Regions from separate parts of the Mus musculus genome. Here region 2 is linked to region 1. A link is a contact called in public ChIA-PET data. All regions are on one chromosome and are shown on one strand. The core of a region is the stretch at or near the end of the contact, and the rest is flanking DNA. Distances in the headings are between cores, read along the strand shown.

Region 1 (5,829 bases), core at 795-3,294:
CATAGCTGGTGTGGCTGGAATGTAGTTAGCTTCCTAGAGTGTTAGCTAGCATTGAAAACGTCCTGAATCCATTGTCCAGCCCTATCTATAAAACTGGGCCTGGTGATTCCTGAGTACAGTCCAGATGTTTGGAAGATGGAGGCAGGAACATGAGAAAATCAAGGTCACCGCTGGCTACACAGCGAGCCTGAGGTCAGCCTGGGAATAAGACCTCTAAAAACAGTGATTTGCTTGTCTGTAGCCATTAGTCATCTAATACTTCTTCAGACACTTAGTATTCAAAACGCTGTTAGTGCCTGGGCTAGGCAGACAGTGGTTTTCTTTCCACCTTTCATTCAGTTTCTTTAAAAAACTGCTAGCGGGAAGAAGGAAATATGTTTTAGGTTCCGGTTGTTCCAGCATAGAGTAGTAGGATCCATTGCTTTGGTCGGTTTCATTGTTTTCTAACTTATTGTTGCTGTATGTGCAGTGTGTGTACATGTGACTCTCCCTCTCTCTCTGCAGGGAATTGATGTCGATGCTGAGAATTGTGCAGTGTGTATTGAAAACTTTAAAGTCAAAGATGTTATCAGAATCCTGCCATGCAAGTATGAATACTTTTTTCCTACTAAGATACTGAAAATTACTTAACAAGTCTCACTGTTCTGACAAAGGGTTCCATGTTCTCTGACAGGAAGTCATTATGATCTTGGATTACCTCATCTTTCCTATTGTCTTCAGAGACCTGTAGGTGACCACTAAGAGCTGCTGTGCGTCTTTGTCTTGCATTGGCTTTTAGTCTTACCAAGGCTCGCTTAGACTCCTTCACACACCCAGTAATGCAGAGCACATGCTAACTAGAAAGGAGCAAGAACGTAGGACTGAGAGCCTTCAAGTGGCCCAGAAGCAGGGTCAGACCCACAGAAGTTTGCCTTTACTTATTTGCTGAGTGTGGGTTCCTTTCGAAGCTGTAGGAAATGAGTACCCTCCCTTTGCTGAGGTTTCAGTAGCACAGATGCACTTAAAACTGGGAAGTAGCCATTTTATTTTTAATAATCTGTTATTTTAACTGACTTAAAACATTTTGTTTAAAAAAGTTGCTGATTAGCCAGGAGGTGGTACACTCAGACCAATACTTGGGAGACAGAGGCAGGGGAATCTCTGAATTTGAGGCTAACCTGATCTACTGAGTGAGTTCCAGGACAGCCAGAGTTACACAGAGAAACCCTGTCTCAAAAACATACCTCCATAAAAGAACTGCTGATTAGCAAAAGGGCTTGTTTTATGTATAGAACTTAGATGTTTTTCTTTAAAAAAAAAAGTCTAATAAATGTCAATTATACTTTACATATTTTAGAATCAAGTTGCAGAGTACTGTATTAGCTTCTTTTTTTAATATTTTACTATGTATATGGTACTTTTTAGTAGATTGAATTCTTGATACCTCTGATGAGGAAATAAAATGAGTACCACAATAATAACAGTTCCCCGAGGCACGCCTGGCTAAATTCTGTCAGTGTGTATAAACGATCAGCACGAGGGCATTTAGTGAACTGAGGTCAGTATAGGTTGATCATGTTCTGCACACGAGCATTGGAAGAGTTTTAGGCTGGTTTTAGAACAGGTTTCAGAGTGATGCTCAAGAGTGCACAGAAGAGAGGGGGGGTGCTGACAGCTGCACTGAGCTCATGCTGGACCTGTGCAGATGTGTTAGCTGTGCACATTACTTGCTCTCCTCATTGGGGTTGTTATTTTGTCCACTTTTCTCCTAAGCAACATGTTAAAACATCCCCAACAAAACTGAAGTTTCTTCCTTGTTTTTGGACAATTTCTTCTCGGTCAGTGAGTTTTAATTTGTGGTTGAATGACAAACTGAACTAGAGTGTTTCACAATTAAGAACTACTATTTTTTTTTTTAAGAATTACTATTTTTAATGGTACTGGCAGATTTTTGTTTAAAGAAAACCTTCAGCAGAGTAATTATAATGAGTAGTATATGTAGACACTGAACAGCTGATGGTGTAGGTGTAGAGAGTAGGAGACATACAGCTCCTTGTGGTCATGCTGTCTAGTCACACAGCTGGGGTTTGAGCTCTGTCTGTCTGGTTTCAAAACCTGTAGTTCACACATGTAAGAGGGGCAGGAAACCAAGATAAACCAACAAGGAAAGAAAGTGTGTGCGTGCGCCTTTCTGGTAGCACAGATGTTTATTCAAGAGTAGGCTTATAAAATGTGTAAATGGAAATAACCATTTTTTCTGCCACTCAGATGATTAATATATATTTCCACTTGAGTCACTTTATAGACTTGAAGAAGATATTATCAACTTGGGATTAGTTTATTACTGGTACCTTATTTGTGGGCTTTGTTAGCCTAAATGGTTTAGAATAAGTATTCTACTGAAGCACATGAAAATGATTGGGCATTGTAGCGCTTAACAGAATCCCAGCACTTGGGAAGCATAGGTACAAGGAGTCTGAGTTCAAGGCAATCCTGGACCACATAGCACATTCGAGGCCAATTGGGTAACATAGCAAGACCCTAATCTCAAAACCATAGACTAACGCTCATACACACACATGCGCGCACACACGCGCGCGCGCACACACACACACACACACACACACACGATTTAGTATGTGGTGGAAATAGATCTACCATATTTTTGTTTAATGAAGAGCTTTCACTTTAAAAGAAAAAAAAAAGCATCACTAAGTCCAAATCTTAAGTGGGAAATAGACTGGAAAATAACTTAGACAAGTAGGTGGACTTCATGTTAATGTGTGGTTGGCTCACTTTATACAGGGTGTGTTGGTAAAATGCGTTATTTCCTTTATAAGATATGCAAACATTTATTTTAAGACATTAATACATACTTAATTTTTTTAGGCATATTTTTCATAGAATATGCATTGACCCATGGCTTTTGGATCACCGAACGTGTCCAATGTGTAAACTTGATGTCATCAAAGCCCTGGGATATTGGGTTTGTTACGTTTTTGTTTATATTCAATCTCTACCCCAGTTCTTCCTGAGTATCTCACTTTTATTACTGACCCAGAGGCAAGGTGAACAGATGAAATATTCCTTCTGATATCCTTACTGTTACTTAAAGAAGTTTTCAGTATTTAAAATGAATATGTAGAATAGTCCACATAAATCCGTGAACTGAGTTTATGACAGAATACTATATAGCCTATGAACATCTTCCCCAATCTGTAATTCCGAAGTATAGCTCTGCATATGGTAGCATCCTCTGTGTGTGTGTGTGCTTATGCATGCATGGGTTTGTGCATGAGTGCAGATGCTTGCATGTTTGGTTTTATGTAAATTGAATCATAGAATGTATGAAGTAAATAGAGGTGCCACCTATATCTTCTGGCTTCAGAGACACATTTTACACATACTATACCCAATAGATTCTGATTATCTGCTCTCACTTTTTATGGGCTCCACAGTTTTTTTTTTTTTTTTAGACTTGCATGTACTCTATTATGCCTCAAAATACTATTGATAAAATTATAACTTATTTTAGCTAACAATATTTGAAGGACTGAGAATACAGCTCAGGGTGCTTGAAGGCCTTGCGCCAAAGTCCTGGACTCAATCTCCCTATCACATAAACTGGATGAACATTGTATACAACTTAAAACTGTTATAGCCATGTATGCATCTATAATGGTGTCTCTAGGAGCTATGCCTGGAACAGGGCTGGCTTCATGGGATGCAGGTGTGACAGTCGCCCTTTAGCTTGGTGTGGCCCTTCAGGGAGAAACTGTTTCATCCAAGGACGGCTGTACTACAGCCTCATCCTGCTTTGTCCTGAAATGTGTCTTCCTTATAGAACTCCTAAACTTCCTTTATTGACAGCTTTTCATTATCTGTCCCTTTAGCCTGAGATAGCATACCTCCCTCATGGGCCTGGTTCATGCCCTCTATGTACAAGCTGCAGTTCAACAAGAGGTTGAGTCTTCATGGTTCAGAATTTTAAATGAGAAAACACAGAGCTTGATGAATTGTTTCCTTGACAGAATCTAATTCCCTTCCTTAAATGCACTGTAAGCTTATGCTCAGTTGTCTTTTTTGAGTGATTCTAAACCAGCTTTTCCACTCTTGACATTTATGTGAGACCAATTTCTGTTCTTAGCTAAGCAGAGACTCGCATTCTCATACATTTTGTTCAGAGAGTATAGGCCCACTTATTTCATATATAAGAGATGAGTCTTCATTTTATATGAGGTTGAATTCTTTTCTTACTAGAATACAGAGAATGCGTGCGTATGTGGCGTACTTTGTGAAGGATAGGAAGCTATTATAACTTCAGCACTAGGGGTGTGTCTTGCTTTTAGTGTCTCAGTTTCTAGAGGAGGGCCCATTTCCCTATTACCAGTAGAGTTCTCAGTGACTCTTAAGACTTCAACGCAGTCCTTTGGTTTGCAACCATATCCACTACATTCATTGAGCAAAAACTGATCAGACAAATGCTGTCTAAGATGTTAAATTGAACTTGGCTCGGAGATAATTACGGTATAGTATAGAGATAATTACGGTATAGTCCCTTTGCTAGAGCAAGGATTCTTGGGGATTTCACTTTCAGGCCAACCGGGGCCAGTGCATATCCGGAGATACAGCACAGCAAGGGAACTTGGTAGATGCCATCTGGGTCAGAAAAGAAAGTGTTTATGCTGCCTGCTAGACATGGAGAAATGGAGGACTGTATTTTAGTGGGACTGCTGAGGGACTGTCACCTCAGTGCGTAGTAGGTGGATGGTGTGTGCACGGGGATGTGAACTCGGGTGGAGCTTGGTGGAGAGCTAGGTTTGGCAGCTTTGTTGAGAAACAGATTGGGATGAGGCTAAACAGGAGTTGGTATTGTAACATTTCAACAGGAATTTTGCTTGATGTGTCTAGGATGTCTAGTTACTGGTGAGGGAAGAGGGAGTGGTTTTAAAATGCTCCTAGGACAGAGCAGAGATGTCTGAGTGCCTGTGAACCCACGCTCACAGCCTACAAACCCTTAGTCACTTCCCAGCAGTTTCATCTACCCACGTGCATCTGTGGCTCTTAGGTTAACCAGAAAGAATGTCTGAGACACCCACCCACTGGTGTTGGGGCTTAATGGAGTATGACTAAAGGAGTCTCTGGCCATGCTTTCATTATCTTCCTTCAATGCAACAAAGAGAAGGAGGTGGGAGGGGAGTTGGAGACAAACCACAGTGGAGAAAGGACACAGAACAGATTTTTAAAACAGATAAATGAAGCCTTCATCTATTTAGAGCCTCTTTGTCTCTGACACCCTGGTGCTATGCTGTAAAATGGCCCAGGGCTGCTGCTGGGGCTGCGGGAGCAGCAGTGACGCTGTACAGACTCCGCAAGAAGACAGTTTCAGGAAGTAGCCTCTTTGTTTAAATCATTTAAAGGGCGAGATACAACTTCCATCAAGTAGGGAAACTCTTTAGAGGAAAACAAAACAAACTTAATAGGTCTTTCTGACTGGATACAGGAGATGGTGTGCCTCCCACCCCGTTCCCTGTAGAGAGCCAAAGATATCTCAAGTGAATTTACTAGCAAAATGACCCCGTACTGGTCATGTCACTGAGAAAGCCATTGTCTTTTGTCTGCCTCTCAAGGGGGACCCTGAGGATACGCAGGAGCTACCCACCCCAGAAGCTGCCCCAGGAAGGGTTTCTGTTGGGAATCTGAGTGTGACATCCCAAGATGAGGAGAGGAGTGAAAGCAACCTTCCATCATCTTCCTCGAGCGAGTCTGGGCCACACCGCCCCTGTCTTAAAGAAGATGCAGGGGAGGACACAGCATTACTAGGTATGTGGCTACAGATATAAGCGCACA
Region 2 (5,874 bases), core at 879-3,378, 390 kb before region 1:
AGGAAAGGGGGCGGATTTGTGAGAACTGTTACACTGCCTCTGTCACCAACAGCTCCCTCCCCGCCTCTCCTAGGAAATCTACAAACTTGAAGGAAATACTAAAAAGGTGGTGTTATGCAAGAATCTTCAAAAATGAGGGGGTGGGGATCTAAGAGCTCTTTCTAGGAGAAAACCAAGGAGACCAAAGGGCACGAATTCAGATCGCACAGACATTTAATATGGTTTAACAATCATTTTCAATGATTCTCTGTAAGACACTCCAGTAAGAAGCCTAAATAAAATAGTACCCCTTTTTTAATAGCAGGAGGACCCCAAAAGAGACTGATTTAACTCGAGATTGCTTAACTTGAGAGAACAAGCTGGCAAGGTGACAGGTTACTTCTGATGTCCCTATATCTGACACTGGCTGAGTTTCTCAAGCCTTTTCCTTCCTTTCTTCAGACCAGCTACCTCCTCATACAAGGAAAAGCATCTAAGGCCAAGCTATAGGAACCTCAGGACAAAGGATGCCAAGGAAACAGTGGGGAGTCAACTTGAGACCTGGGGGAGCTTTATATAGACACTGAGGAGAAGACAAAAAGCATCATGGTATCCTCAAGTCTCTCTGTACCATCCCTTTTTCAAAAAGGATGTAAGACAGCATTATCGCCACAACCACAACACACAAAACATCTGATTTACCATGTTCCAAGACAATGAGTTCTACCATCAAATCCACTGTTACATGGCAGACTGTTTTTATAAAGTTTTATTTTCCCATTTAAAATACTCAATGATCTGCCGGGCAGTGGTGGTGCACACCTTTAATCCCATCACTTGGGAGGCAGAGGCAGGCGGATTTCTGAGTAACAAAAAAATAAAAAATAAAAATAAAAAATAAATACTCAATGATCGGTTACTAGAACTGTACATTTGATTTACTGAATTAAAATTCTGGAATGAATTTTACACTTTGATTTTTATTATTTGCAAACAACAGATCATTATGCTGTAGATATGACCTACTCCCTACAGTTTTTATTACTTGCTAGGATGGTGTTCTCACAGACACAGAAACATAGTTTATTTGCAATGTTTCTGAAACTTGTAACAAGTATTCTAGAACTGCCAAGTGAGGATGATCTAAAAATAGGTTAATAGGTCATTATTCCAAAAGCACTCACAAAATAATACCCACAGCAACGAGTTTCTGACGTCACTTAACTTCATGAACTACTGCTGAAGGTTCCTTAGGCCTAAGCTTTCCGCTCATGTACCTTCTATCTCAAAGCTACACACAAATCCTTGTGCAGTGCTCTCAACAACTGAGACCTCAGAAGCTAAGCAAGCCCTGCATCTGTGTTCTCCATGAAATAAAATACAAAACTCACTACCTATGGAGGTATGCCTACAGCTTCAACAACACCTGGATAAAGTCAGTGCTAACACCAAGCTGCAGGCCTAAGGGATAAACAAGGCAGCCCTGTGACAAAGAGGATCACAAAGCACAAAGGACAGGGGCGTGGGGTCCCTCCTGACACTAGCACTACAAATGCCACTCCCACCGACCTTTAACCACTGAAGGATAAGTACTGATTTCCCCAGCTACAAACAAGAACAGGCTGGTCTATATTGCGTCTCCTCAGTTTCCAGATGTGATGTCAGCTACAGCTTATATTTAGGCCTATAATGAAACCTCGCAGGAGGGTCTGAGAAGCAGCACTTAGGGTCTATGATTTATTTTAAGATCAGAGTCTTCATGACCTCCTGAGGCAAAGATGGGTCAAACACAAAGAGAGGGGCATCCGCTGTTCTCATGATGTACAGGCAGAAAGCTGGCACGCCTTTCTACTGAGCAGATGCTCACCTCATTGAGCATCCTCAGCAACAAAAGGAAACTCGACTCTCTATCCCTTACACACACACACACACACACACACACACACACACACACACACCACCTCACAGAACAAAACAAGGCGACAAACACCACCTCCCCAAGACCAGCAACACTGAGGGTATTGCTATACTCCACGTGCCCAGAAATGCAACAGCAGTGCAGAGCCACTGTTCCCCAGCTCTATGAATAAGGCTCACTAGGACAGCCACTTCACAGCACAGCCAAGTGAAGAGGAACTGTAGCACTGGCTGGGTTTACTTCCTGCCCCTAGGCAGTCAACTAGGAAAAAATGCTAACTGTCAGTTAAGATGTGTGTACATATGACTCAAAGCCCCAAAATGCTCACAATGCCAATATTTTCACTCCCAACAAAAATGGTGGGTTATATTTTAATATTCCTTTCTTACTGTACAGAACTAAGAGCAGGCACAGTCAAATCTTCAGTGACAGCTCATAATGAAAAGGCCAATGGCCAATGAGAAAGCAAAGGTGGATGTATGAATGCACAAGGTTCTGTCAAGTTCTCTCAGATAGTTCTCCTTCCTCAGAGAGTATCCCTCACAGTAGTAACTAACAGCTTATTAATAAAAACATCCTTAAAAGTACTTTAAGGGAAGTGGGCGATGTGGAAGAAACCGTGTTTACTGGCCACGAAGGTGGGAAACAAGGAAAGGATGAAATGCAGCCGACTTCCATTATCCCTTTTACCAAACTCAGAACTCAGATATGGCTAAGCCTTCCTGCTGCACAGCTACATGGCCAGCATTCCTGCAACAGGCAGTTCTTAATGCAAACACAAATGCCCGTATACACATTTTGTCCTGTGCAACACGGACCCCGATCCCAGAAGAAGCCAAACTCAGCTACTGACTGTAAGGATGAAGAATACACTAGGGACCAGAAGCCAGGTCTGGGAGACATGATGCCCTTCAGCTCCTCCAATAGTGTCCTAGGCCCACCCAACACTAGCTGTGCAGACTTTCCCTCCTGCAGAGTCCTAAAAATGGAAAATGGGAGGGTGGGAGACAAACAGTGAAGAAGACAGGACAGTCTTCTTGCCAGGCTGAAGCACTTACTTTTAGTCCCTAGTCCTGGCCATGTGAATTCAATCTTTATGACAGACAGAAAGCCTTTACTAGGAAACCTACAAGAAATCTTTTAGGAAATTTTAGGCCAGAATACAAGAATTTTTCACTCTACTTAAAAAATACATATATATCAAAACAAATTCCATTTTTAGAAAGCATTTGACAAAATCTTGTCACTTTGTTAATCAAGATTCACAAATCTAGCACAGGCAAATTCCTCATTAACTTTTCTAAGCTAATACAAGATGGGGGGGTGGGGGGGGGACTAGCTGTCCATACCCTCAACTACCTCAATAGGTTACTCTAAACAGATAAAAAAAAAAGTACATTTTACCCTGCTGCTCGCTCTTATGACAACACACAACTCGGTAGTTATTCTCTGTCAATGTCACTGTATTATGTGGCCTCTTCTGGGTTTCTTTCCAACCCTCTTGAAAATGAATAAAGTAAGAGGCTCTCCCTCTCTTCCCACCACTGAGCCGCTGCTGAATGCTGCTGAATGCGCAAACACGGTGCTGTTTTTAGCGCCAGCCAAATGCCAGCCTCATTCTCCCACAGCACCCTCCTCGGGCTCTAATTCACTCTGCTTAGTGCAAACGTAAATCAACAATTCTAGCTCCCACAGAAAAACAGGCGCATAACCCAGAACCTGAAAGTGATTTCTCACAAATACACCAGCACCCAGTCCCTGGATCTGAGCAGCAACAAGAAGACTTACTGTTAACAAATCCCTGCACAGACTCTCAGTCACAGAGAGAAAACAAAGACCATGCAGATAAATAGCCAACAACGAAAACCAGCAATGTTGTTCAGGGCTAGGCACTCATGCTAGAGCCTGGCTCCTCTCTTGCTAGGACCACCCCTCTGCATCTGTGACCCCTGAAAGTCCACGGGAAAACTCCAGCAGGAGACAAGATGTTTGCTGAAGAGCAAACCATGCAGATGATTTCATTCTTTAAGCCACAAGAATGAGGGGACTTTATAAAACCCACAACTGATTAATTCCAAAGCCGCAGGAGAACACCTGTGAGTGCCGGCAATGTCTACAGTGAATACTGTTTAAATAGATTATCTGTTAGACTTGGGGATATTTTTACCAGGTTAAACACGACTCAGTGGGCATTTGTGGACAAAATGGCTAAAAAGATAACTAAGCTAATAAAAATGGCTCACACACTTGCTGAAATCCCTACAACTGTGTTTCCTAGGTCAGAGCCTGATGAGGCCACTCAATAACTTCATTTCTTCTCAATAAAAATAGATACACACACATACATACACACACACACACACACACACACACACACACCGCTAAATTCTCCAGGGAATGCATTTCACATTTCGACAGCCTCCTCCAGGCAGCATAACGAAAATGTTTGTGTGCAAAATACCAAAACACACTCAAACACTTCTATTTCAAAGACCTCAGATCACAACTCTGCCACCGACTAGCTCAGTAAAAAGTCAAACAAGCTTCATAAACAGCCCTAAGCCTAAGTCTCATTACCTAAGAACAAGAAAATAATCTGAAGAATAAACTGAGACAGTGTAAGCAGAAGCAAGCTCTACAACTTGTAGCATGCACAGAACACACAGTAAACGCTATTGTTGCCACAGTCATTTATGATGCAGACAGAGCCAGTATTGTCCAATGCTCTGTGCCGCCCTTGGTGCCATGACTCTATCTGCACAAGGCTGCCAAGGCTCCCTGTAGGCAGAACCTGGCACCAGGAAAAGCAGGACAGGGGCACTTTGGCTGGCATGGTTTTATAGACAGACACAAGACAGGACCCAGCAGTGACAACACAGAATGTGACTGTAGTTGAACTTTTCAGTAGAGTTCAGTGGAATGCCCTTGAATTCTAAGCCAGCACCTTTCAGGGTGTACAGTCACAGACAGGAAATGCAAGTTTATAAAGTCTCCCATGTTCTCTTCAGCTCAATGGAAATACAACATCTCAAACAGATTACTGGCACACGAGAGCGCTGACACACGAGAGTGCACACCTCCATGAACCTTCCGGATCATCCTGTTTCTCTCCCTACTTCTTTACCGTGGCACTAACACCAAGGAGCTTCTGTCACAGGCATAAGCTTGTCAACTGAGATCTTGAGAAAATGGGTGGAGTATTAAATGAATCAGAACATGAGAAAATGCAGGTTAATAGGGGAGTGGCATCCTCTCTTCAGCCAAGAACGAACCAATGCAAAACTGAACCAATGAGGTAATGGCTCCTGTCAGATAGGCACATGAGTCACTGAATGAAGTGCTGGGCACCTGGAACACAGCTGAGAACCTCGCACCTGTGGCCCAGCCTGATCGGGGCTCCCCTCCCTGACTCACAGGCCAGACTTCCAACACTGCCTTCTTGTCCCTATTGCATGCCATCAGACTTCAACTTCATTATATTTCAATCCACTTTAAAACTCTGGAAGGAAGAAGGGATGGCTCCAAGGGAAAGCATAATAGGAGAATCAAAGAACTGAACAGAAACACCCCAAACACCAGAGAGCACTACTGGCTACCAGCTAGTAATGCTCACATGCTCAGCAGCAAGGTCACCACCACAGAGGGCGAGACTACTCACAGTTCAAATACAAAAACTGCCCAGAAAGCCGAGGAACCACAGCACACCTTACCCGGGATGCTGAGTACTGTGCTGGCCCCTACAGCTCTACACCGAGTCAAAATACAATGGAAAGCAGAGCTACTTAAGAATGTGAGTATGCATGACACCCAGGACTGGGATACAATGTCTGCTAAGTGTCTCCACTGAAGGCATTCACAGTGCAAAGACCCGGGTGTATGAAATGACATTTAAAGACACTCTCCCAGTCAGTTACAAATCTCTTCCTCACTCATCATCTAGCGTGTCCACCTCAACACTCAGTTCTTCACAACTGCAC

What was found. ChIA-PET counts read pairs in DNA pulled down with a chosen protein or histone mark.
Region 2: an RNA polymerase II ChIA-PET map of effector CD8 T cells shows a contact between it and region 1, with 5 times the contacts expected there. The contact joins two enhancer-like sites. A contact is called at or near these places in 8 of 39 promoter capture datasets (the C10 cell line, the HPC-7 cell line, embryonic stem cells and 3 more), 1 of 484 Hi-C or Micro-C datasets (embryonic fibroblasts), 3 of 115 datasets of contacts at active chromatin or transcription factors (bone marrow-derived macrophages, effector CD8 T cells and large pre-B cells) and 3 of 9 other capture datasets (adipose tissue, embryonic tail and liver).

Annotation. Positions count from the first base shown.
Region 1 is chr1:39,555,451-39,561,279 of GRCm38.p6, reverse strand. It overlaps Rnf149 (ring finger protein 149), which reads left to right. Exons shown (of 7, transcript NM_001033135.3): 4 at 505-587; 5 at 2,869-2,965; 6 at 5,610-5,802. Among named protein-coding and RNA genes, the nearest start is that of Snord89, 9.5 kb to the right of the region's middle. Within about 2 kb of position 2,044, at least 34 of the 459 cell types and tissues checked have an H3K27ac peak or open chromatin away from gene starts, as enhancers often do. A contact at or near this core is called in bone marrow-derived macrophages and effector CD8 T cells, where this site is marked.
Region 2 is chr1:39,940,780-39,946,653 of GRCm38.p6, reverse strand. All of the region lies in intron 2 of Map4k4 (mitogen-activated protein kinase kinase kinase kinase 4), which reads right to left. Among named protein-coding and RNA genes, the nearest start is that of Map4k4, 43 kb to the right of the region's middle. RefSeq lists an enhancer at 1-1,044. Within about 2 kb of position 2,128, at least 107 of the 459 cell types and tissues checked have an H3K27ac peak or open chromatin away from gene starts, as enhancers often do. A contact at or near this core is called in bone marrow-derived macrophages and effector CD8 T cells, where this site is marked.